6 separate regions of the Mus musculus genome follow, and all the other regions are linked to region 1. The links are chromatin contacts, called in public Hi-C and HiCAR-type maps. All regions are on one chromosome and are shown on one strand. Each heading gives the region's core, a stretch centred on a gene start, on an enhancer-like site or on the middle of the called end of the contact. The rest is flanking DNA. Distances are from core to core; before and after follow the strand shown.

Region 1 (3,803 bases), core at 550-3,049:
CAGCACATTATAAAACAGGGTGAAAGTGTACATGGCTCTAATCTCAATGATGTGGAAGCAGAGACAGGGGCATATCCTGTGGGGCTTGCTTATCACCCTGTCTCGTTAAAGTAGCAAGCTCCAGGTTCACTAAGATGTTGGGTCTCAAAAAAGAAAACAAACAAACAAGGTAAAGGGTACTGAGGAAAACATTTAGTGTTGATCTCTGAATTGTGATATGTATGTGCCTGTATCCATGAACACATATGTGACAATGTACACACATGCACACACACACACACACACACACACACACAGAGAGAGAGAGAGAGAGAGAGAGAGAGAGAGACACACAGACACACACAGAGAACAAAATATTAATGAATAAAAAATGTCATTAATGCATCTACTCAAAAAGCCAGTGCCCTGTGATGGAGAGTTGCCCTCCATGGGTGCTGCCTTGTGAATCCCAGGACAATCTCTACATCCTCACATCCCATCCCTGCCAATCTCACCTACAGAAGATACAGAGATGGATGGATGGATATAGCAAGTACATACAGCACTTTAAGGACATCTCTGCTCATGAACATGAGTTTTAAACTGTCTCAAGGAAATTTCTCTAAGCAAGATTTTAGTTTGGGACTTAGAGTTAAAGGACACTAATGGTGTATGGCTGTGTATCTGGCACAGATCAAGAGAAATTCCATGCTAGAGATGACTGGAGCATAAATATCTGAGTTTGGGCCAAGCTCTAATTACTAAACCTCATTTTAGAAGTATGTTTCCATACTGTCATGGTCCAGTAGGCCATCTCTTAAAGAAAGACTCAGAACTGCCACCGTTAGGAAGCAAAAGATTTCTTTCTCCCTGAGTAACTGGAGCTGCTGCTGAGCGATGACTCATCCTACCACCCCTCCTGGTGGCAGCACTGATGAATGTGTCTTTAAACAGTCGCTATTCCAGGAAGCCAAAGACCACAGAAAAAATACACAGCATTTCCTGTGTAAAAACAGCAGGCAGCCACCAGCCTAACACCAGCCCTGTTGTCATGCAAGAACACCCCCCACTGCCCAAGGAGGTAGGTCAAGGGAGAAAGGTCAGGCAGAGAGCTCTGTGCCCCGAAGAGGGCTTTAAAACCTACATTTTCTCCCTGGGAATCTTCTCAATTCTGCAAAGCCTGCACATAGTGGGTACTCAGCACTCAGTAGGTATTACCTACTAAAGAACAAGAAAACACAAAGGGTCTTTTGTTCTTAACAAACCACACTTCCCTTTGATATGCAGTAAGTTAGCTCCACTCTTATACTCTGTGAAAACACAGTCCTTCCCCCCAAAGAGCAAGACTTTCCTGTCACTCAAAATAGGAGCTTTTCCCCGTGTTTTCTTGAATTTCACATACACAAATCAAGGATGAGTCCCCTTTAGATGCATTTCTATATCACTGCACCAGAATCCTGGCATTCAAATTGTACCTATAATAAGAGTAGAGAATTCCCATGGAAATCCAGGGCCGGGTGACTCAGTATTTCTCAGCTGTCAAACAGTTTACATTGTGGGGGATGAAGCAGGAGCAGGGTTTGGATCTTAAATGAAGCAAGCCCGCAACATTAACTAGAAGGTTACAACTTTTTAAAAAGAGAATGGACGAAAAGTTAGAAGGGGTAAGTTCCCTCAGCCAGCTTGTAATAGAAAACTCCAGGACCAGACACAGATCCTGGAAACTTTAGAGAAAGAAGATTGGAAAAGTCTAGTTTTGCTTTCAATCTCCGGTCCTGGCGATTGGGAGGAAGAACAACAGTGGAACTGTGCCAAGGGATCAGGAGGGAGGAAGAGGGGCGCCTGCTCTCATCAGGACCCGCCCTCCCTGACCTGAAATCAGTGTCCTTACTTCTCAAAAGATGGTAGTGGATTTGAGTCCCACTGCAGGTTAGCTGTTCCTCATTTCCCTCCATTTATAAGCGGTTGGGGCTTCTAATTTTTTTTCCTCTGGGGTTAGGAGAAACGGAAATTTGTTTAAACTTCCTGACCCCTGCAGATTCCCTGTGATTTGCTCAAAACAAAACAGTATCTCTGCATTTCTTCAACCTTGTGCTCAAACCCAAAGGAACCTCCACATAGTAAACAGATACAGAAAGAAAACACACTAGCTCTATCAAGAAAGAAACCTGCTCTGAACTCGCAGAGACAACTCCCTGCTGGAGTTTCCCCCTTTCCTTTCTTCCTTTCTTCCTTTCTTTGTAGCCACGTCTCCATTCTACAACACTTACTGGTTACTTAATACCGTTTACATAACCACTGCCCCGTACACATTTGCATTTTATATTTGCGTTCAAAAATATCCGCCTAAAGTTGGGCAAACTCCGGCTGCAGAAACCAGGTCCACTCTCCCTGCGTTTGGGTGTCCCGGGTACCTGCCAGCTGTGCGTCCTCGGAATTGAGGACATCGTGTTTTCAATTTTCTTCAATAAAGCAATGAATCTGGCAATTTGCTGGCCTGCTTCAGCTAAACAGAAAGGACAATTTGAGAAGGATCATAGTTCAGGCCCAGTCAGACGGAAACGATTGAAAACAGAGAGCTGGCCGCTGTGGTTCCCCAGTGCAGCGCGCTGTCGCAGTTTGACTGACAAACTGACTTTTTCGAGGTGCTCATGCCCATTTCAGTCAGAGTTTATTGAAGGTGATTTTGATCTTCTCCATGAGGCCACAGCAGTGGCCGTGCCATCTGTCACCTTGATTGCATCGTGGATTCTCTGGAGAGAGCGCCATGGCTCCTGATCACTTACAGATTGTGCGGCTTTCTCCTCCATACGGACCACATGCGCAGAGCCAGATGGTGAACATAGACGCTGATTATAAGTCTTTATCTCCGTGCAGGAAGGAGAGGAACTATTAGGTTTCCCTCAGGAGCTCTGCTCCTCTCTACCCTCATGCTGCTCCTCCGCAAATACAGTCTTCTTCAGCTGTCATCGGCCTACCTTGGAAAATTAAAAAAATAAACAATAATTCCATCACCGGGGCCGGGAACCCAAGCTGGTGCAGCAGAGCGGTCCCCTGGCCTTGCTCCCCTTCTCACAGGCCCCGCCCCACCCCCACCGCCTGTCTGCCTGTCAGCATTAGGTACAAAGAAGTTTGTTTGGGAATTAATATGTTAGTTTTTGAGAACTCGGGAGGGACCCACTATTTTAAATGAAGCCTCAGGACTTGCAGCTTTCTTGTGTGATTGCGATGTGGCTTCCATTGCATTGTGCTGTGTGTGCGCTTCCATTTAGGGAGGATTTTTATTTGTTTGTTATTTTTAATTCATCTTACACGTTTTTAAATTGTAAGCTGTTTTTCTGAAATAATCTCAGGAGAAGGGTTACTCACATTTGGGTCACAGCACAATCTCTGGGAGAGATTCAGAGGCAGGTGACAGTGAGCCCGAGTTGGAAACCTCTAGGTGTAGTACTGGAAAGAGGCACCGAGGCAAGAGGTGGAGATCTGGGATAGGCAGGGGCCCCCTGAAGCCCAGCATAGATTCCACCTCAAAGCATCACTGCCAGCAGACAGTCAGGAACCCGTCTCAAAGAACATGACGGAAGTGTAGGGTGTGCAAGCACCAACACCACTCAGAGTTTACATGAACAGCTAAGAAAGGGGTTCTCCGTCTTCTTGCTTTTTGAACATTATTTTTACAAGTTAAAGAATATACAGTTAAAAAACTATTTCTTTCCTTTACATACAACCCCTCCATGAAGATATAAGGATATAGGACATGTCTTGGTCCGCAGCTCACTCATAAGCAAAAAGCTCCTGCCCTTGCTCTCATAGGTCTCTATTTC
Region 2 (3,803 bases), core at 963-3,462, 430 kb before region 1:
TCCATGTTATCCTTCCAGAAAAAACAAAACAAAACAAAACAAAAAAAACGGGGATCATATAGTAGTGAATTCAGCATCAGCATACAGACTTAAATAGCTTGTAGTGTAGAATAGTTGGTTTTCTTTGGGGGGGGGGTGCTTTTTTGGCCTGTTTTCTTTTTTGCCTTAATCCTCTCATTTGGTTTAGAAACATACGGCCCTGTTCACTTCATTTAAGCCTCACAATGACTAGAAGCCTGATCAATCTGTCTTGTGTCTTCTTGGGGTGAAACCGCAATTGAGCGGAAGCAACAGATGAATAAAGCCCACATTCAAATCTGTAGCTCATTAAAATAACGTTAAAATGGAGTAAAATCTCAATTGTAAGTGAATTGTAGCTGGCTTTTTTTCCTGCTCAACACATTTGATTAATAAACTATACAATCATTAAGCCTGAATTAGTGGTCATTAGACTTAAATAACTGTCTCCTTTTTAAAAATATGAATGTTGTGAAAACCATTTGGAAACAAGTTTTGAACATAGCCCCAAACCAAACACCTTTGCACCATACTCCAGGAACACAGCCCCAAACCAAACATCTTTGCACCATACTCCAGGAACACAGACCATCAAGACAATGATGTATAGAGTCTCTGGAGAATTTATGGTTCTTTCTACTCTGTAGGGAAGAGCCGTGATCTGCGTAGAATCAGGATTGCCAGTGGAAATCAAATTTATTTAGAACAATTACACAAGTCAGAGTTTCTATTTAAAAAAAAAAAATGCCCAGGCTAGGAAAACTAGCGACTCCTTAAATGTATTGTGGATAAATGTTTTAAATCTCTACTGAATTCCAAACAACACAGAAGTTTAGTGGGCATATACCCAAATAAACCTTCTAATACTATCTCTGATCATTTGTTTACTACCCAATTCTGTAAATTTAGTTTGTACTTAATCAAGGTGTTAAATGTATATAAAAACATTTGGCCAAAAGAAAGAATTTGTAAAACTTAGATGTTGATTGGAGACCAGTCTGTCTATCTTTCTTTGTTTTATGGTTACTACTTTGGTTTGCCTGGTGACTAGTGGCTGGTTGGTTTTTCTTTTTGTAGTTGTTTGTTTGTTGTTTTACTTCATGACTTATGCTGATCTTAGAAGTTGAGATACTCGTGCCCCAATCTTCTGAGTGCTAGGATTATAAGAGCACCACTAAATGTAGCTGGTTGGGATCTTTACTGTCTTCCAAATATTGTGTACTCAGTAATCCCCAGCTTGTAGAGCTCTTGGAAGCTGGTGGGGTGTTTAGGAGGTGAGTTCTCCTGGATGGGTTTAAGGTAAGGTAGGGATGTTCCTTCAAGGATTTTAGGATCACACATTCTTATGTGTTATGAATTTGTGTCTCCTTCCCTCCCTCCCTTCTCCCTTCCTCCCGGCATCCCTGTCTACTCCTTTCCTCCCTCCATCCCTGTCTACTCCTTCCCTCCCTCCATCCCTGTCTACTCCTTCCCTCCCTCCATCCCTGTCTACTCCTTCCCTCCCTCCATCCCTGTCTACTCCTTCCCTCCCTCTATCCCTGTCTACTCCTTCCCTTCCTCCATCCCTGTCTACTCCTTCACTCCCTCCCTCTTTCCCTCTCCCTCTTGGCTGCTGTAGCAATCTGTTTTTCTCTACCATGAGCCTTTTCAGTACAAGATCTAGCCAAGAGGTATTGAACTCTCAGAACCCATGAGCCAAAACAAATATTCCAGAAAATAACTAAGAGCAGCTTTTGATCAAAGTACAATTACACAGATTCCTTAGGCAATCCTCAAATATTTATTAAAACAAAATAGGCATACTCTTTGACCTCAAATTTTACCAATCTTACATAAACAAAAACAGCAATATAAAATCATATGGAACAAAAGACAGATCAGAATTGTTTCATGGATCTTTTAAAGAAAAGGCCATAATGAAACAAAAGAAATAAAACCTGGAAAAGAAACTAGAAAAAAAAATGTGGACTGTTAAAAGTGAAGAAGCTTACATAACACGAGTTGACTGTCAAGTTTTCACTAGTTGACTATGCAAATTTTTGACATAATATGCTAGGGAAGACAGTTTTCAAGAATGAAAACTATCAGAACACCTATATGTGCAAGAGTGCAGACCACTAGGTAAATGGTTGGTTGTCCTGTACTCATGGAGAAAAAGCCAAACAACAAGCATTGGAGGGATAATGGCAGGCAGTCATGGGGTAGGAGAGGATCATGGGTTGATAATCAAAAGAGACATTTTCCCACCCAAAGGCATCAGATTAGAGAGCATCATATTATCTGTCATTTCTGAATTTGTCAACAAATATTTCATATTTACATAGAGACTAAAGCCATAAAGCCAGTGTCATAATGAAAAGGAGAAGATACTGAGAAGTGGGCTGCTTAGAGGCTTGCCTAGCTTTGTAGGTCAATATTAAACTCCTCTTGTGTTTCTTTTATAATCTCCAGGATATATCTGAATTTCTTTTAGCCTATGGACATAAAATAAAACCATGTATTTAGAGAGTCAGAGGACAGTCATGAGAATGAATCCTCAGAACCTGGAGATCTTTAATAAATCTCTAGGCTCTCCTGTCTTTGCTTGTAGCCTCCAGGAAGTAACTACTAAAAGGATTTCATATATATACCAGGTGAGACAAAGGAAAAGAGATATGGACAAGGAAAGGAGGTAAAAAGGGAAAGGTATGAAATATTTCTTCAACATCTTCCTGCTTATGAGGCTTAACAGAAATGACAGGGATCCCTTGGTGAATGTAGTGTTAGAAAAGAAACTGAGTGCTGATTCAAAAATCTGTGTTCTAATGTTCTATTGAATATCACCCTCACTGTTAGTCTTGAGAAGGCCTACACTTTCTTTAGCAGGCACAGGGCATGTGCAAAGCCTGTAGCCATTACTATCCCCAGCCCTGGTATGAACAGTGTCTGAGATACGGCAGCAGTCAGAGAAGAAGCAGAAGGCATGCTTCCTGGATACTGGGTTCCCCTGTGAGAATCTGAGTGACACATTTTAATTAAATTGACCCACTGGAGTTTAATTAAGGTGTTATCTTCTTGAGGTGAAACTAATGGAAAATGGGCCCCTTTTATGGAACAAGAACAAAACATGTAGGCTAAGGACCCTTTGCTCTCAATTCCCTGATAAATAAAATAATTTGATAATCCTTTTCCCAAAATATTTTCCTGTTTGTACTGAGAAGCTTACTACAGGGATGATTTTAAATGATCTACAGTCTAGCCCCCATGAAGTTGTGTGTATCTAAGAAAATGGAGTCTGAATATGTCTGAATAAGCTTACTGTGCAATAGAAGCAGAAGGCCCTTCATTTCATTTAGCATGCGCTAGAACTCACCTTAGAAACTGTGAACTTTTCCCCCAGTGGACACCTGGGACTTCAGAGAATACCAAACATATATGCATGTCAAACAGGATATACCGCAAAGATAAAGCTTAATTTATAAAATAGGAACAGCAGGAGATGAACAATTGCTAACAATAAAATAGAACAATTGTCATCCTGTGTTGTGATAATAGTGTCCAGAACAGCAAGCACTACTCAGAACAGTGTAATCTAAATTTTCAATATTATTTCTGGAATTTTTCCCTTAATGATTTTAGGACAGACTTGATCACAGGTAACCAAAATGACAGAATGCAAAACCTACTGCATGAACAACTAGTACTGATACAAGTTCTAGAATACACTGTGAATATCATTTTTAAGACTAAGCTTCATGTGCATCAGGGTTGTATTAAATTCGATATATATATTATATATATACAGA
Region 3 (3,803 bases), core at 574-3,073, 420 kb after region 1:
TGAAGAAGAATGAAAGAATTAATGCCACTTTTGGATAAACATAACCATAGCAAATATTTGGTGAGAACACATTCTGGCATTTGCAGCTTTCCAAAAAAAAAAAAAAAAAAAAAAAATAGGTAGATAGATAGATAGATAGACAGACAGACAGATAGATGAAACTATTTTGTTTGTTTGTTTGTTTTTTTAAATATTTAAACTGACAGACATGTTTTAAAGGATAAAGGGACCTTTTGCTCTGAATAGCAATTAAAAGATTCTGGATGTGTGTTGATCATAGGTGGAGGAGACAGAGAAAGGAAGAAAGAGGGAGGGAGGAGAAGAGGGGGGAGAAAGTGTGGCTGCTGTCACAAATGTCCCCCCTCCATCTCAGGTTCTGGCCTACTTTTCTTTATGGAATTACCCACTCTAAGCAGCTTTATCATTTCCGGTTCTGGATTATGAGAACCCTGGAGGAGAGATGGATTATATCTTCTGTTTCCAGAGAAGGAAGGTAGATGCTGCCATTTTAGGAATTAGCTTTTGCAAGACACATTGCTGTTCCTTTTGCTTATTAGAAGGGATTCTTTGATATTAGAATTACCCTATGGAGATTTTTTTTCAAAACAGGGTTTCTCTGTGTAGTCCTGGCTGTCCTGGAACTCACTCTGTAGACCAGGCTAGCCTCAAACTCAGAAATCCGCCTGCCTCTGCCTCCCAAGTGCTGGGACTAAAGGCGTGCGCCACCACTGCCTGGCTTGGAGTTGTTTTGAAAATACTGTTTTTATAGTGGCTGCTCTCCTGTGCTCTAATACAGTTTGTTAGTAACTACTGTTCTACCTTGGAGCATTTTGTTGTCTACTCTTTGTCTCCATTAGCTAAAGCAATGACTGCCCAGCAGCAGAACAACCCAGGCTATTTTGTGGCCAACATCTCTTACTTTATTTTCCATTGCTATGATGAAACAAACTGGAAAAAAATTGCAACTCAAGGAAGAAATGGTTTATTTTAGCTCACAGTTCCAGGTGCAGTTCATGATAGCATGGCAATCAACACAGCAGGAGTCTAAAGTATATGCTCACATCACACCCACTCTCGGGAAACAGAAAAGGAAGAAAGAACCCTGACTCCCCAGTTCTCATGTTTACAGAACCATGATCATGTAACAGGCATGTCAGTCACTATGTGCTGATCTTCCCAGAAGAAGTGATATAATTATTCATTACAGACACTCCCAGAGTCCATCTCCCAGGGGAGTCTAGATTTTGTCAAATTGACAATTAACACTAACCATTGCAATCTCTGTTATTTATTAAGGGAATGAGAAACGGTTTCAGCAAACATGTTGGTATCTGCCAGCCTTTGGGAAAGCAGTGAAAAGTGCAGGCTGCTCGCAGAGTGTGTTAAACTTTACTCTAGGTACAAACTAACTGTAAACTAAAAAGGACACAAATGCCAAAATACTTTACATATTGACTGCTGACATGGTGGCATGCCAAAATCCTTTTCAGAATTATAAAAGGGGCTTAGAAATCGCCCATAGAGTGAGTGCTGGCCCCCAAACTTGATAAACTGAGTTCAGTCTTCAGATCTCATGTGCTGGAAGGAGAAAACTCCTAAAAGGAGTTGTTTGGCCTCCACATGCATGTGTACAAGTAAATAAGACTTAAAAATGTAAAGCATTTTACAGATGTTCCTAAAGCATACAAATTGTATCATCTTTAGTATCCTTGTATATAAGACCCTGTTTGTTCTCAGGTATCTGACTCTCCAGGTTGGCTTTCTATATTGACTTTAAACAAGTCACACTCTGTTTACCACCTGGGTCACTGCTCAGGTGAACCAGTGGCTCTGGTTCCATTCCTTGCACCAAGCACACGTAGCACCAGTTTACGGCCACCTGTAAGTCCAGTTCCAGGGGTATCTGACAGTCTCTTCTGGTCTCCATTATCATGCATGCATGTGATACACAGACATACATGCAAGGAAATCACACAGGTGAAAAATAAAAATGAAGTCTCCTTGATGAGAAGTGAAAAAAAAAAAAAAGAAAAGAAAAAGAAACCTAGTCTTAATACCCTCATCTTTACCAATATCCCTGTCAGTCACCAACCGTCACCAACATTATTGTTCTGGGTTTATTTTGAGACAGGGTTTCACTCTAGCTGTCCTGGAACTCATGATGTGCCCAGGGCTGGGCCTAGAACCCACTATGATCTGCCTCCCTCTGTCTCTCCAGTGTCCAGATTAAAAGAGGAAAATACCACCAGCAGCTTGTGCTACCGTTAAACCTCTAAACCAAGCTCCAAGCTGAACTCAGATTCGTTTCTCAGCAACATAAAATGATCAGTCATTAGCTAGGACGTTAGCTAGGCTTTCAGCTATCTACAACAACAAAATGAACTATGAGCTACACAGATGCAGAAAAGAAAATAAAAACAACTGATTATAGCTATGAAAATACAAGTCATGAAACCCACTGTCAGCAGCAGGGCAACCAAAACTAAGGGTTAATGAAGCAGCTCTGTAGAACCCCACTGATTTGGAAGCTAGAAGAGGAGTCAAAAAGGATGTGAGGGTGGGAGGATGGAGAGGAATGCTGTGAAATTCATGCTCTTGTCATAGCATGGCTGTGTCACATATGAACTTGAAGCAGCTGTGGTAACACAAGATCTACACAAGATCAAGCAAACAAGAGTGGGCAGTACTCCAGCAGGTGGCAGTAATAACACTCAGTGGGTTACAGAAAAAGTCAGGGGAAAAACAGGAAGTGGGAAGAGGCCTTGGAGGGAGCTTGGAAAGAGAGATAGTGGGGATCTAGGGATATTTAATGATCAAAATATGTTATATATATATGGATGAAGTAGTCAAAGAATAGGTAAAAAGGTATTCCAAAAAAGTAAAGTAAAAAAATTAAATGTATTGTCAGAGATCAAATAGAAGCATTTATGGGTGTGGCTATAGTTTTATATAGTATTTGTCACCAAGCCACCAAGGTTCTATGACAAATGAGCTGGTCAGCAAGATACTATACCATCCCCTAGTCTGCCCATGAGACCTCTTGATTGTTTAATGTTATTTTCTGTGTCTGAACAAAGCAGAATGGAGAACTAGGTATAATTTTCTTTTTAATTCAAGGCCCAGACAACAGACTTCAAGGACTTAATTTCTAGTCTCTTGATAAATATCTAAGGTCTGTCAGTTCTCTAGATTTTAAGTCCTTCATTCAAGTGACTGCAGGCCCTGTAGGCTTGGGAATTGTGCTGCCTTTGGTTTTCTTGTTTTGTTTCAATAACTGTAAGATGTCTTTATGTTCATAGGCTGTCCTCAGAGAAAGTCTACAGGTGCTCCTGGGCTGTGACAGCGTAGGTTTGGCTCCAGGCCAAGAATCTCCAAGGACCTCACTTGGAGCAGCTGTAGCTCCTGGGAACTGGTGTGAGGGGCTCAGGGAGCACCAGGGAGCACTTGGGAATTCTGCCATGAGATGATGCCTTGATGGAGGTGTGACAAGAGAAAAGGAATGGCATGTGACAAAGTCAGCTTAGGGCTCTCCATTTGCTCTAGGGAGAACTTTTCAATCCATTCATTACAGAGCTTGAGGGGAGGGGAGGGGCTCAGCACTGAGTGACGTTCTAAGATGGTTCCCTCTTCCCTCCACCTCTACACACACACAGTCTAATCCTCAGTATTATCAACTGTATAGGTTTTTTTCTCCCATAATTCAATTATGTTAGATAGTTCAAGTGGCTCTAAGAAAGAAAGATACAATCTAATGACCAGGGAACTTTAAAGCTGGAAGTTCCTCTGTCTAGTAACAGAAGAAG
Region 4 (3,803 bases), core at 822-3,321, 420 kb before region 1:
TGGGGTGTTTATCCAAGAGAGAACAGATCTTTCTATAACTCTCACTTCAAGTGTGAAAACATGCCTTCCTCTCAATTTACATCTTATCTACATTCTTTTCCTTCTGAGAATGGTCTATACTCCTAGTCCCCCCCCCCACCAGTTCCTTTCTACAAAACTTTCCACTGAAATTGACATTCTGTTGACCACCACGAAATCTGACATGCTAAATCTGTAAAAAATTCTTTGTGCCTTGACTTTGCAGAAGAATTTGAATCTTCTAACTGCCAACTCTGCCATGATTCTTATATCCAGGTACTGGGTCCTGGAGATCCAAGGATGCCTTGAGGTACTCCTGTCAGTACACCTTCTAGACCATACTCTTTTGTAGCTTTCCTTCCTAAACATACAGATTTATCTTCGCCTATAAACAAATAAAATACAGATTTTCACCAATGTTATTTATTCCTTTTCTACCTACATGTATTTTATCTATCCACTCAAGAAATCACTCGATGAGTATCTACGGTATCTAAAGTTTATCTCTGCCTATCACTTCAACTCATATGACCTCCAAACTAACAGCATTTATTTTTCTAACAAGTGATATTGAAAACCTACTCACTGTTAATCTTAGTTGATTATTGATGATTATGATGCAGACTCTGATGAAGTCATAAAGAAAAATTATTACATAGACAATTACAATACTGAGTTACATAGATTTGGAGGCACGGAGGAGACAGATCTAATTCAATTTAATTAGATATTAGGTATACAATTGTGAACAAAAGACATTCTCCAAAGTGAATTTTAAGTAGATCTCTGGTTTTAATGCCAACAGCACGAGGAGAAAATAAGAAAAAAAATGTATTATAGTCGTTCATGTAAATGATGTTAGCAAACTGGATTAAAGTCAGAGCAATGGCAATAGAAAGTACTGACAGTTTATATCACCTACCACAATTCTGTCTCCCAAACCAGCCCAGTGGTTTGCAGCATTTCTGTCATATATATGTATATGTGTGTACACACATATATAATCAACTTACATTAAAGTACTTTTTCCTTAAAAGCCAAGAGAAAGCAGAAGGCAAGTGAGAAATTCAGTCTATAGAGATATAAAACAAGAAGCACTACAAAGCTCTCTGACAAAAGGGAGTTTTAAGCTTTATTCATCTGAGTCTTTGCAAAATGTCAAGTACAAAAGCACCTATTTAATGGTTCTTAAATGAACTTGATAAATAAAAAGTTGCTAAAGTTCTCTCTAGGCTTTTGAGCATACAGTCCATACAGATGCCCTAGGGAAAGGGAGAAGAGCCAGGTCACCACCCCTCAGTCAAGCGTCAAGCGTTCTATGCCTTTCATTCCCCTCCACAGCTCCTTATTTAGTTGTGGGAAGGCATATAAGAGAAGAGACAGAAGCTTTAAATTAGGTATAAACATCAAGTCTGGAGAGATAGGTGATTTCAAGCCTATCCTATGTCATTTCAAGGACATCCGGTCTTTATCTCACTGTTCAGACAGTGACACCAAGATCCAAGAATGCTAGTACATTACAGAATTGACTGATTCTAATACACTGGTCTTTTCTCCCCAAGCTTTCCAACCTCAAATGTTTTTTACAAGATTTAGAACACTTATATATTGCAAATAATCTCAATTTAAGGAGATGTTTGAAGTTATAGTACTAAGATCTAAGGTCTGAAGCTAGGAAAGAAAGAGAGCTGTGAGATGCTTGGCAGGTGAAGAGCTTAATTAAAGCTGTGGGCAGATAATAATCACAGTACTTTATTCACTTGGATATAGGCTACTAGGCAGCCACATTCTACCAGGCACCGGAGCACACATCGTTGCACTTCCAACATACAGATAGGCATAGAGACAGTCACAGGGCATCACAGAGGCCATACAGAGGCACACAGGCAAACAAGCAGACACATATGGGAGGGCTGACAAAGGCAAAGGCCATATTGATAAAAATCCTCAAAAAGTGTCATTCTGCCAGAAATAGTTACATATTAGATTCTATCACCACTTGCCCCAGGTCCCCCAGATGTCCAGCGTCTGTCATGCTTTGGCTGATTTATACCAGAGATCCTTATCAGCGCCACACTGTCTAAACATAAACTGGCCAGTGTGGCCTTCTGTTCCCTTCAACAGTCTTGCTTCCTGAAGGAAAATTAGGTAAATAAGATCTCTGTTCCATCTGTTGGTTTAGTTTTGTTTGTTCTCCATCTTGTTCCAAGTACATGAGTAGCCTTAAGCAACGCTTAATAGACTAGAGAATGTGTGTTGACTGTTAGACAAATGGTTCTCTAACTTTTCAGAGCAATGCCAGGTGAGTGTCATCAAAGGAAGATGAAGAATCCAGAGGCTCAATGACCTAGTACTAATTAAACCTGATCTCTCTTCCCCAGGGTAGTATAATTTCTTAGAATCAAACGTAACTTTTGTTCTGCACTCTCTTATGGCTTCTTGAGTGCAAAGGTGATTTAAATTCTAGTGCTAATCTTGAGATACCATAGTTGAGCTCTTGATTCACACATGTCTGACACAACATATCCTTTTACATGCCTTCAAGACCATTTTTATGCAGTGTGCCAGCATGGCTCCCTTATGCCAATGGCATCTTCGTCTTGTTCCCTCTGGTTTTGTTTTTCTTGAATGGTCTGTTTGTAATCAGAATCCCTGGGGGTGTTTACTTCGCTGTATCTTTTTTCCTCAAAGGATATACTAGTTTCGGAGGTAGCAGGATGAGTAAGCAATTAAGAACACTTGCTATTGAGTTCAGGTCCCCAGTACCCACATGTCATCTCACAACCATCTATAATTACAGTTCTAGTGGATCCAGTCCTGACTTCTGGCCTCCATGGGCACAGGCATACATGTAGGTAAAACATTCATACACATAAAACAAAAATAAACAAATCTTTAACATATATAAATTGGTTTCAATTTTAATGGTGGTATATTCCTACTGTAGAAACGTTATAAAACTAGAGATGAGGGGGAAAGTCACTATGAGATAATCATGTGGGTAAATCAGTGTGAGGTTATCATGTGGGTACATCTCCTGTGCAACCACATCGTACTGACATATGCATGTATGGACTGTTACCTCTCACAAAGACATCATACAGTATTGTTCACTCATCTTTTCCTTAATTATGTAACGTAAACATTTACTCATACCATCAAATGTTGCTGTATTTTCAGTGGGTGAATACAGTTTTACTAAAGGGACATATCATAATATGTTGAAAACACCTTGTTACTAGTTATTTTAGATAATTTATATTTTACTATAAAATAAATACTATAATAGGCATCATATATGTATACAGAGATAAAATAACTATATTTTAATAAATCTTTAAGCACATCTCTGATTATTTTCTAACAATGTGTTACTAACTCTGGTACTGCTAAGTCAAATAGCATACATTTTTAAATTGGTTTTGTTTGATATAATTTTTCCCTGATCTGAAACAGCCTTACATTGCCCAGACTGTTTAAACTCATGACCTGTTAGCTTCAGTCTCAAGAGTTACAGGATGATTGGTCATTGTTACCCACACTCAACTCTTTTATGACTTTTGATGAATATAGGAAACTTGGTCTTCAGAAAAACTGAAGCTGTGTACATGTGGCACTATATAAAAAATATTCATCACCATTTAAATTCCTTTCTAACTAGTTTATGTGTGTCAAACACCAAGTCATTCTACCTACTTTCTGGGATTGGGAATTTCTTTGAGGCTCACCTACACCAGTGTTGGGACCTGGCATGTGTGTGAACCTCCCTGATATTTTTACTATTG
Region 5 (3,803 bases), core at 615-3,114, 330 kb before region 1:
AGTTGTCTCAGTTCCAGGTTTGGTTTAGGATGAGGTGGACCCCACTCTCCCACAGAAAAGGAGAAAAGTGGTCCTGGTACATCCTCCTCCCATCACTGGCACCTGGACTAGTAAGCTATAGAAGGCGAGTTTGATAAGGAATAAACCTAAAGGAAGTGCCTTGTTCTAATAGTGGATTGATATCCTCTTGATTCTCAACATTGGTCCCAATCTTTAGTTTTTAAGGCTGAAGGAAAAGTCGTTTTTTTCCTAAATGGAGAGTGATTTATGGTATCTGTACTTTCTATTTTGAATAAGCGAGTTTATTAAATCTATAGGAAGAACTGCTATAAGCCATGAAGGTGCTGCTCCTATCGACCCAAAGCTGCAGAATCTCCATGGCACAGGGCAACAATCGGATATCCAAGGAGTGCACATGAGTATCCAGTATTGACAGTGTAACAGAAGCCAGAATCCTCAAACAAGACCAATAACTCTTTGCAATGAATATTTGTAACTGAAGAAGTGTGGACATTAGGGTATACTCTGGAACTCACTGTGACACACTATAGCTTCCACAATGATGCTTTTTTTTTTTCCTGTGGGGAAGTTTGCAAGGGCAAAGGGTGTGTACAAATGTATGGAAAGATGAGGGGGCTTGGGGTGAATGCTGTAAAATTCACACACACACACACACACACACACACACTAAAAAGTTAAATAAACAAAAGAATCCCAGGTGGATTAGAACATCATTTTTGATAAGGCTTTCAAGTACAGGACAGCATCAACTAACAGAAGGTCATTAAATGAGGACTGAAACCCATGCTGGTATGTCTAGCTCAGAGCTGTGGGCATAGCGGTTTCTCCATAGATGGCTTCTCATCCCTACCACAGGCATCCAATGACCCTGGAAATGCTTTACCTTCTACTTGTTTTTGAGAGCAAAAATGGTTTGTAATACTCTGTATCCTATCTTTCATTCTTCCTGTTACAGAGGCAAAGGGCAGCCTGACCCAGGGAATTTGAGATGACATTTGGCATAAACCTGCCTCAGTACGAGATAAGACACCATGCTCTCTTGTTTTCAGAGTCAACTTTCAACATTTGCAAATACCAATATAACTTATGTTGCAACCCCATCAAAGTCTTGCCGCAAGACTATAGAAAGAGATAAAATAAACCACAGGCTAACTCTGTAGATGCTGATTCTAAGACTCTGGGACAGAGAGCATTTTGAAGGAATTAAGAAATGTGGAAAAGGCAGCTTTGTCTGAAAGTTTGACTTCCATATAAGACCAATAGTCTAAGTCAACCCACTGGGAATGTTGGATAAAGGTATCTGTCAGAGTATGCTTCCTAAAATGATATTAGCCAAGTTTTTACACACTTACCTCATATCATTACTAAGTGTGTGCTGCCTACAGATCTGCTCAGGAGAACATCCTCTAAAACCAGGGCTGGCCTTTGAAGAATTGAGAACTAGAACAAAAGCAAATCAGAGATTCTCTTGTCTTGTTCCAGATTTTAATGATATATTTATATATGAATGACATAAGGCAAGAATAATTACTAAGAATAATTACTTCAATAACTTTGATACCACTCCCCTATTTATGGGGAAAATTGTGCATATGTTAAGCACAGGTAATAAGTTTAGAAAGAAACAACATGCTCAGACTAAGGGAGGAATTCTCAGCAAAGTGGGCCTCCATTTAAACAGACTTTGAAAAGTACATTTCTTTGGAGTTTCCTGGAAACAGCTTTTCCCAGTGTTCCAGGTCATAATTAGTAGTCATGGAAAGAAAGCCAACGCACACTGGTTTTCCAGAATGGCCCCTAGGGAACAGATAAACTGCTTTCCCAGCTAGACAACTCCTCTTCAAGAACTGGAATGCATATCCCTGCCAAGGGCCATGGAGAGGAAGATATAAAGACGGTTTGTTTATAGTGTGCAGTTGATCCTTGAAAACAGGTTATGTGATTTATATAAGAACCACAGTTAATTTTTATGTATTTTTCTCAGGGTTTATCCCCTGATTTGCACAAACCATTAGATATTCTGTAAAGAAAGGTTTTCCTTGTTAGAACAAAGAAAATGAAACTCTTTCCCGGTGAGTTTCAAGTAACAGTCATTCTGTGTGTATTTGGCTAAATATAGACAGTTTGGGCTTGCAACCCATAGTATGGTTCCAAACTGTTCTGAGAGTCACTTGTGTAAATACTCCTTGCATCTCCCAACAAAATGAAATATATGTACTGGTAAAGGGTCTCTCACCAAGAAGTCTTGCTGTGTCTGTGTCTGAGCATCTTCATGTAATCCTTGTAGTAATAACCCAAAGGCAGTGAGTTTTTACAAAAAAATAAAGAAACAAACAACTTTCATTTGGGGAAAGGATGTAAAGACAGATGTAATTTATATGTGCCAGTCACTCAGTTCATGAAGTATATGCTAGATCTGATAGGACAATGGAAGGAAAGGAAAGGAAATTGAAGATAAAAGCAAGTGTCCACCTTACTGAGCTCCAAATAAAAGGGATGCCACTCAGTAAAATGCCAGACAGACTTAGGAGGTTCCTCATCCCCATTCAAAAGTGAGCTATGTATGACAAACATGTGTTTGTATACATGCCTTACTTCAGCCGTATGGAAGTGGAGCAAATAACACTAAAATAGTGTTATTTATGGGATGCGTTTACAGTCTATTAAATGACAAGAGATAAAGTAGCTAATGAGTGTGTTCCTGCAAGCTTACATGAGATGCCCAGCAGAGATTTGCCAGCAATTGATGACCACTGTGAATCTGTAGGTGTTAAGATTCCATGTGCTACTTTTAATTTTCATAAAATTTTATTTTCAAAAAACTTACTTTACAGTAACATAGTAATGACGTGTTTTTGTGTGTGTGTGTGTGTGTGTGTGTGTGTGTGTGTGTGCCCACATGGGTATATAAATTTAGACATGAATATAACTTCATATATTTGTTGAGTTTAGAGAACATCCTTTGGGTGTTGGTCTTAACTTTTCTTTGAGACTGGCTCTTTTATATTGCTGAATAAACCAAGGCTATCAGCATGGAAGCTAGTGGAGATTTTTTCTCTTTCTCCATCCTATCTCCCTGAAGAAGCTGGGATCCCAGAGTCTGAATTACCAAGTACAGCTCTTACCTGGGTTCCCAGGACTCTAACTGAGGTGATCGGGTCTATGTAGGAAGCACGCTTTACTATTTGCTGTATGTTTCCCAGCTCTGTAAATATCTTAAAATAAATGATCCACAGAGCAATAAATAGTCATATGAATAATGACTCATTTTAGGACTTTGTATGCTCTGTCCAGGAAATCTACACTCCTTACTAACCTAACAGTTGAATATCTAGACCATTCAACAAATTCTAACAGCTTCATAGTGACATGCAGTTTGTTTGTTAGACTCTATCCCAGCGCAAGTAGGTCAAGACTTAAGATGAATACTGGCCTCACCTGTGCTGTGATTCTATTTTACTGCATCTAAGCAAACAGTAGAATAATGTTTTCCAATTTAAATTGTTACAAAACTATTGCTTTCCAGATTCTTACTAGCAAAGTACAGGGCAAATAGATTCAACAAATATTTATAACTTCACCTAAAAGAATTGGCCTCAATGAAATATATAACATTTTTTCTATTTAATGTTTTTTTGTAAATAACAAGTAAATTTGAATTTGTAATTAGTTTTTAATGCAGTTATTCATAACGGTTTGGGGCTTCAAAGGTGTGTGTGTGTGTGTTATATAATAAATTATAAGATAACTTATGTGTGTGAAGTCAAAGCTGCAGTCATTGC
Region 6 (3,803 bases), core at 329-2,828, 290 kb before region 1:
AACTATGGTTCCAGGAATTCAACATTCTCTTCTGGCCACCACAGAAACCTACACCCTTGTGCATATTTCTGCACACACACACACACACACACACACACTTATCTTTAAAAATATATTCTAGTTAAAGAGTTACCTTAAAATAATGCTTGGTAAAACATACCCCTCTAGTTCCCTGGGTTTTCCTTATTTGTACAACAAATTATGGGTTCTTTCATCTTTAAAAATCCAATGGAAAAATGAAGAAGCTCATATTGCACACCTAGACACAAGCATACCATTTATTATTTTTCTATATATTTTAAACTACTGCATTGTAGTAGTCAATGACATATTCTACTCCTGTGTCATTTAACTGTACTTTGCACAATCATAAGTAATGACAAAAAGGAAAGAAGTCTTCTTTTGGAGCTTCTTAAGAAGTTATTCTTAGTTCCTATCAGTTGTTCAAAGATGAACATTGGTGAGTCTGCTTTATTTGAAGAAGTGAGATTTTTCAATTAACATTTAATGACCATTTCCCAAAAATTTTCTCTAAATTCAAAGACTGTTACTTAAATTGACTTTTGCTTCTCATCCTTTCCTTTGATTGAACCTGATTATTAATTTATAAAAATAATGGGATAAAGTTATGAATTCCAAGTAACCAAAGAGTTTAATAATGTCCTTTCCAGGGTTCAAGCTAAGAATACCCACTACTCTACCAGAGAACCTGTGCTTGATTCTCAGCATCAGTATGGAAGTTCACAAGCATCTGTACCTCTAGTCTCAGGGGATCCAACACACACACACACACACACACACACACACACACACACACACACACCTCCTTCTGGAGGCACTGAACTCATGTGGTGCACTGATACAAATACAGGCAATAACACTCAGAAACATAAAAAGAATAAAACTGCTTAATGTGCAAAAACAATACTACCAAAGCTACATCCTTCCCCAAGGCTATCTGAATTTAGTAGATAGTAGTTTTACAGGAAGATCAGTTCAGTCAAGAACCAAGAGTGTCAAAATTTTAGAAACCGGAAAGGACATAATTTGTGTAGATTCAGTTGACTCTTTCTTATGTGCCCATAGTCCCTTCTGCCATCTCTAATTTAGAGGTATTCACTTATTTTCTCTATGACTTGACAAGACATACTCTAAATTTTAAGCAGTTTTTATTTTTTTTCAAAGAGATGTAAACTATTCCTTTAGTTGTTACGATAAAAATCAAGGCTCTGACAGCTATAACAAACTAAGCGTGCTCAGGAGTCCTCAGTGTGCCAACCCAAGAGTGAAGATGATAGTGAAATTTAAAAAGAGGATATTTATTTAACCCAGGCACATTAGCCAGAATAATGATCTGAAGTGACATTCAATTCAAAATAGAAAGTCGGAATATGTTGAACTATGCACTGTAGTCAAGGTGTGGCCCTACACACAGCCTTTTCTTAGCTGCCTCCACCCTTCAGGAAACTGAAAATGCCTCTGGGGAACAAATTCTCTATTGGGTTTGCACAAGAGCCTCAGCCCCTTCCTTTCCCAGCATGAGTTTCCTTGAGAAGTTTCACTTCCTTGGGGTTCATTGTCTCAATAGTCTGATAGATGAATGGGAAGATACACGCCCCATGTAAGATCCTATGCTCCTGCCAGAGCAGTTACAATTCAATGGGTGTGTTCAGTTGAGTAAGATCCCCAGAGGGGAAAGAGAGTTAAGGATTGTGTTTTATCTTGTTTGAACTACACCTTAATTGTGAAATTGCTCAATAGATCTGGGCACTTGAGATCAGAAACCCCTAAGAGGATATCCTTCTCTTTCTGTTCCATGGTTAAGCCATAATGTAAACAGTTTCATCCTTTAAACCCTGGCTGCTCTCTGCATGCCTTGCTAAGTTTTCCCTACTAGCCTTTGTCATATTGCCATACATTGGAAAAGGAATGCTACTGTTGATTCTGTGAATTCAGAAATACAATTCATAAGTTATCCTTTGTTTGACATCATATTAGCATATCTGGTAACCTGCTTTATTTCAAGAATTATTTGTCTCCTATGTTTCCTAAGGAGCCTCAATACCCTGTATTACTACAATAAGCTCATGGTCATGACCCTATTGATAAGGCTGGATGGATCTATATGAACACATGACTTCACCTAAACCAATCAGATTGGGAATTGGGATCAGATCTCTTCCAGAGTGGGACTGAGGCCATCTTCTGCCTAGTTACTGAGTTTGGCGCATGGAACCTACTCCACGAAGAAACTTACTTACAAAAAAGATAAAAGACTTGAATTTTAGTACCAAATATTTCAGAGTTTGTTGGTAACCTATTAAAAGTGAAATCTTTGGAATACAATTCAAAAACTGTAACTTCAGGTTTCTAGAAGAAGAGAAGATAGGGGAGGGGAGGGGAGGAGAGGGGAGGAGAGGAGAAGGAGAAGGAGAAGGAGTTCAACTATAGTAAGAACAAAGATGAGACAGGTACATTTAGCCTTCTGTGCAAGGCTGACGTAGATTTAAGTTTGGAAAGAAGTAATTCAGTAGAGTAGAAGGGAAACAAAGTTAAGGATTAGAATGGCCTGCTCAATCTAATAACTCATCTTACTGCTTTTAAATCATATGATTACATAACTAAAATTTATAGATAGAAAATGAAATGAAAAAAAACTTAATAATTTGAGAGTCTCTTTTCCATAATTTAGCTTAGTTGTTCTGGAGCCTACATGAAGAGGGATCCCTAGAGTGATATAATCTATGCTTTTAATGAAAATAAAATTAGAAGATTTAGAATGCTCCCAAATTCAGGTCTGTTTTAGGAGTTCTTGATGGTCTGGCTTCCTGATTGATTTTTGTCTCCAAGAATGTTCTCTTGGCACTCACAATAGCATCAAAGAAATACTAACAATATACTTCTTCCCATGAGGATAATAAAAAGAAATAGATGTCTTTTCACAACCATTATGAGCTGTTGTAAAAATCTCAGAACTTGCAAAGTGTTTTAGAGACAAACAGGTAAACAAAGGCATGGGATCTCTATGCTCTGTAGTATTTTTCTAGCTCAAATTGTCAATGCCACTAAACTAGTTCTGTATTTCCACAGAGCACATGAAGCAGTCTTTTTTTCTTTTTTGAGATTTGAGGACTCTAAATTCAGAGATAGATATTTCCAAGGCAATATGCACTTAAATTTGTCTTTAAGACTTTCATATTTTCCCTCTTAAAAAAAAATAGAATGACTAATGAAAAGCATGAGTGTCCGAGTACCAATAAAGAGAACTTTGTAGTGGAGGATAAGAGTTAAGTTTCCCATATGCCAGACATTATTCAGGGGTGTTAGCCTGGCATGCATTAGCCATGGTTAACATGAACTGACATTTTAGCTGGATGCTATATTTGCAGCATCATCTTATGGTGCTACTTCCAGCTCCGGTACATACCACAAAATGTGTTTTAACTGTTCTGCAAACAAACTTTCTCCCAATTAATAATTAAACAGAGGAACAGCTTGTAGTGTATGCTTGGAACCAATTTTACTGTATAGAGTAGGAAATGACAAACACATATGAAGATGCCACTGAAGCCGGGTAACATTTAAATATTCAGTTTTTCCTCTGTTACCTTGACTAGAGCAAAGTTGGTTCCCAAGGTAAAAACTAAGTGGTCTGCTGGCATATGGTCGGACGTCCATTTGAGTGCTAAAAGCTGGATACTGTTTTTGTGAAACAGATGTTGTTGAGTGCAGCAATGCACAACTGACTCTAGCTAACAGCTGGGAATCCTTCGTGACCCATATAGCGAGAAATAAACATGGTC

The links. A called contact is a pair of places that touch in the nucleus more often than the background predicts. HiCAR-type assays count read pairs that join an accessible place to other places.
Region 2: a contact with region 1 is called in a Hi-C map of liver, with 2.6 times the contacts expected there. The contact joins two enhancer-like sites. A contact is called at or near these places in 2 of 484 Hi-C or Micro-C datasets (cerebellum and liver) and 3 of 115 datasets of contacts at active chromatin or transcription factors (differentiating embryonic stem cells, embryonic forebrain and embryonic stem cells).
Region 3: a Hi-C map of liver shows a contact between it and region 1, with 9 times the contacts expected there. The contact joins two enhancer-like sites. A contact is called at or near these places in 14 of 484 Hi-C or Micro-C datasets (the 3T3-L1 cell line, cerebellar granule neurons, cerebellum and 6 more), 9 of 115 datasets of contacts at active chromatin or transcription factors (astrocytes, differentiating embryonic stem cells, embryonic fibroblasts and 6 more) and 1 of 9 other capture datasets (embryonic stem cells).
Region 4: a Hi-C map of cerebellum shows a contact between it and region 1, with 2.6 times the contacts expected there. The contact joins two enhancer-like sites. A contact is called at or near these places in 6 of 484 Hi-C or Micro-C datasets (cerebellum, embryonic fibroblasts and liver) and 7 of 115 datasets of contacts at active chromatin or transcription factors (cardiomyocytes, differentiating embryonic stem cells, embryonic fibroblasts and 4 more).
Region 5: a contact with region 1 is called in a Hi-C map of uterus. The contact joins two enhancer-like sites. A contact is called at or near these places in 6 of 484 Hi-C or Micro-C datasets (bone marrow-derived macrophages, liver and uterus), 6 of 115 datasets of contacts at active chromatin or transcription factors (cardiomyocytes, embryonic stem cells, heart atrium and 1 more) and 1 of 9 other capture datasets (embryonic stem cells).
Region 6: a HiCAR-type map of embryonic stem cells shows a contact between it and region 1, with 3 times the contacts expected there. The contact joins two enhancer-like sites. A contact is called at or near these places in 4 of 484 Hi-C or Micro-C datasets (embryonic stem cells and liver), 7 of 115 datasets of contacts at active chromatin or transcription factors (embryonic stem cells and hepatocytes) and 1 of 9 other capture datasets (embryonic stem cells).

What each region holds. Positions count from the first base shown.
Region 1 is chr3:18,623,097-18,626,899 of GRCm38.p6, forward strand. It overlaps Gm30789 (predicted gene, 30789), which reads right to left. Exons shown (of 4, transcript NR_166210.1): 4 at 1-2,957. Among named protein-coding and RNA genes, the nearest start is that of Gm30723, 7.7 kb to the left of the region's middle. Within about 2 kb of position 1,800, at least 196 of the 459 cell types and tissues checked have an H3K27ac peak or open chromatin away from gene starts, as enhancers often do. A contact at or near this core is called in cerebellum, embryonic stem cells, kidney and 3 more, where this site is marked.
Region 2 is chr3:18,189,784-18,193,586 of GRCm38.p6, forward strand. The region is part of intron 1 of Cyp7b1 (cytochrome P450, family 7, subfamily b, polypeptide 1); the gene reads right to left. Among named protein-coding and RNA genes, the nearest start is that of Gm23686, 14 kb to the left of the region's middle. Within about 2 kb of position 2,213, at least 4 of the 459 cell types and tissues checked have an H3K27ac peak or open chromatin away from gene starts, as enhancers often do. A contact at or near this core is called in liver, where this site is marked.
Region 3 is chr3:19,043,443-19,047,245 of GRCm38.p6, forward strand. No RefSeq gene overlaps it. Among named protein-coding and RNA genes, the nearest start is that of Armc1, 120 kb to the right of the region's middle. Within about 2 kb of position 1,824, at least 4 of the 459 cell types and tissues checked have an H3K27ac peak or open chromatin away from gene starts, as enhancers often do. A contact at or near this core is called in kidney and liver, where this site is marked.
Region 4 is chr3:18,207,725-18,211,527 of GRCm38.p6, forward strand. The region is part of intron 1 of Cyp7b1 (cytochrome P450, family 7, subfamily b, polypeptide 1); the gene reads right to left. Among named protein-coding and RNA genes, the nearest start is that of Gm23686, 32 kb to the left of the region's middle. Within about 2 kb of position 2,072, at least 3 of the 459 cell types and tissues checked have an H3K27ac peak or open chromatin away from gene starts, as enhancers often do. A contact at or near this core is called in cerebellum, where this site is marked.
Region 5 is chr3:18,297,872-18,301,674 of GRCm38.p6, forward strand. No RefSeq gene overlaps it. Among named protein-coding and RNA genes, the nearest start is that of Cyp7b1, 56 kb to the left of the region's middle. Within about 2 kb of position 1,865, at least 18 of the 459 cell types and tissues checked have an H3K27ac peak or open chromatin away from gene starts, as enhancers often do. A contact at or near this core is called in neural progenitor cells and uterus, where this site is marked.
Region 6 is chr3:18,337,788-18,341,590 of GRCm38.p6, forward strand. No RefSeq gene overlaps it. Among named protein-coding and RNA genes, the nearest start is that of Cyp7b1, 96 kb to the left of the region's middle. Within about 2 kb of position 1,579, at least 19 of the 459 cell types and tissues checked have an H3K27ac peak or open chromatin away from gene starts, as enhancers often do. A contact at or near this core is called in embryonic stem cells, where this site is marked.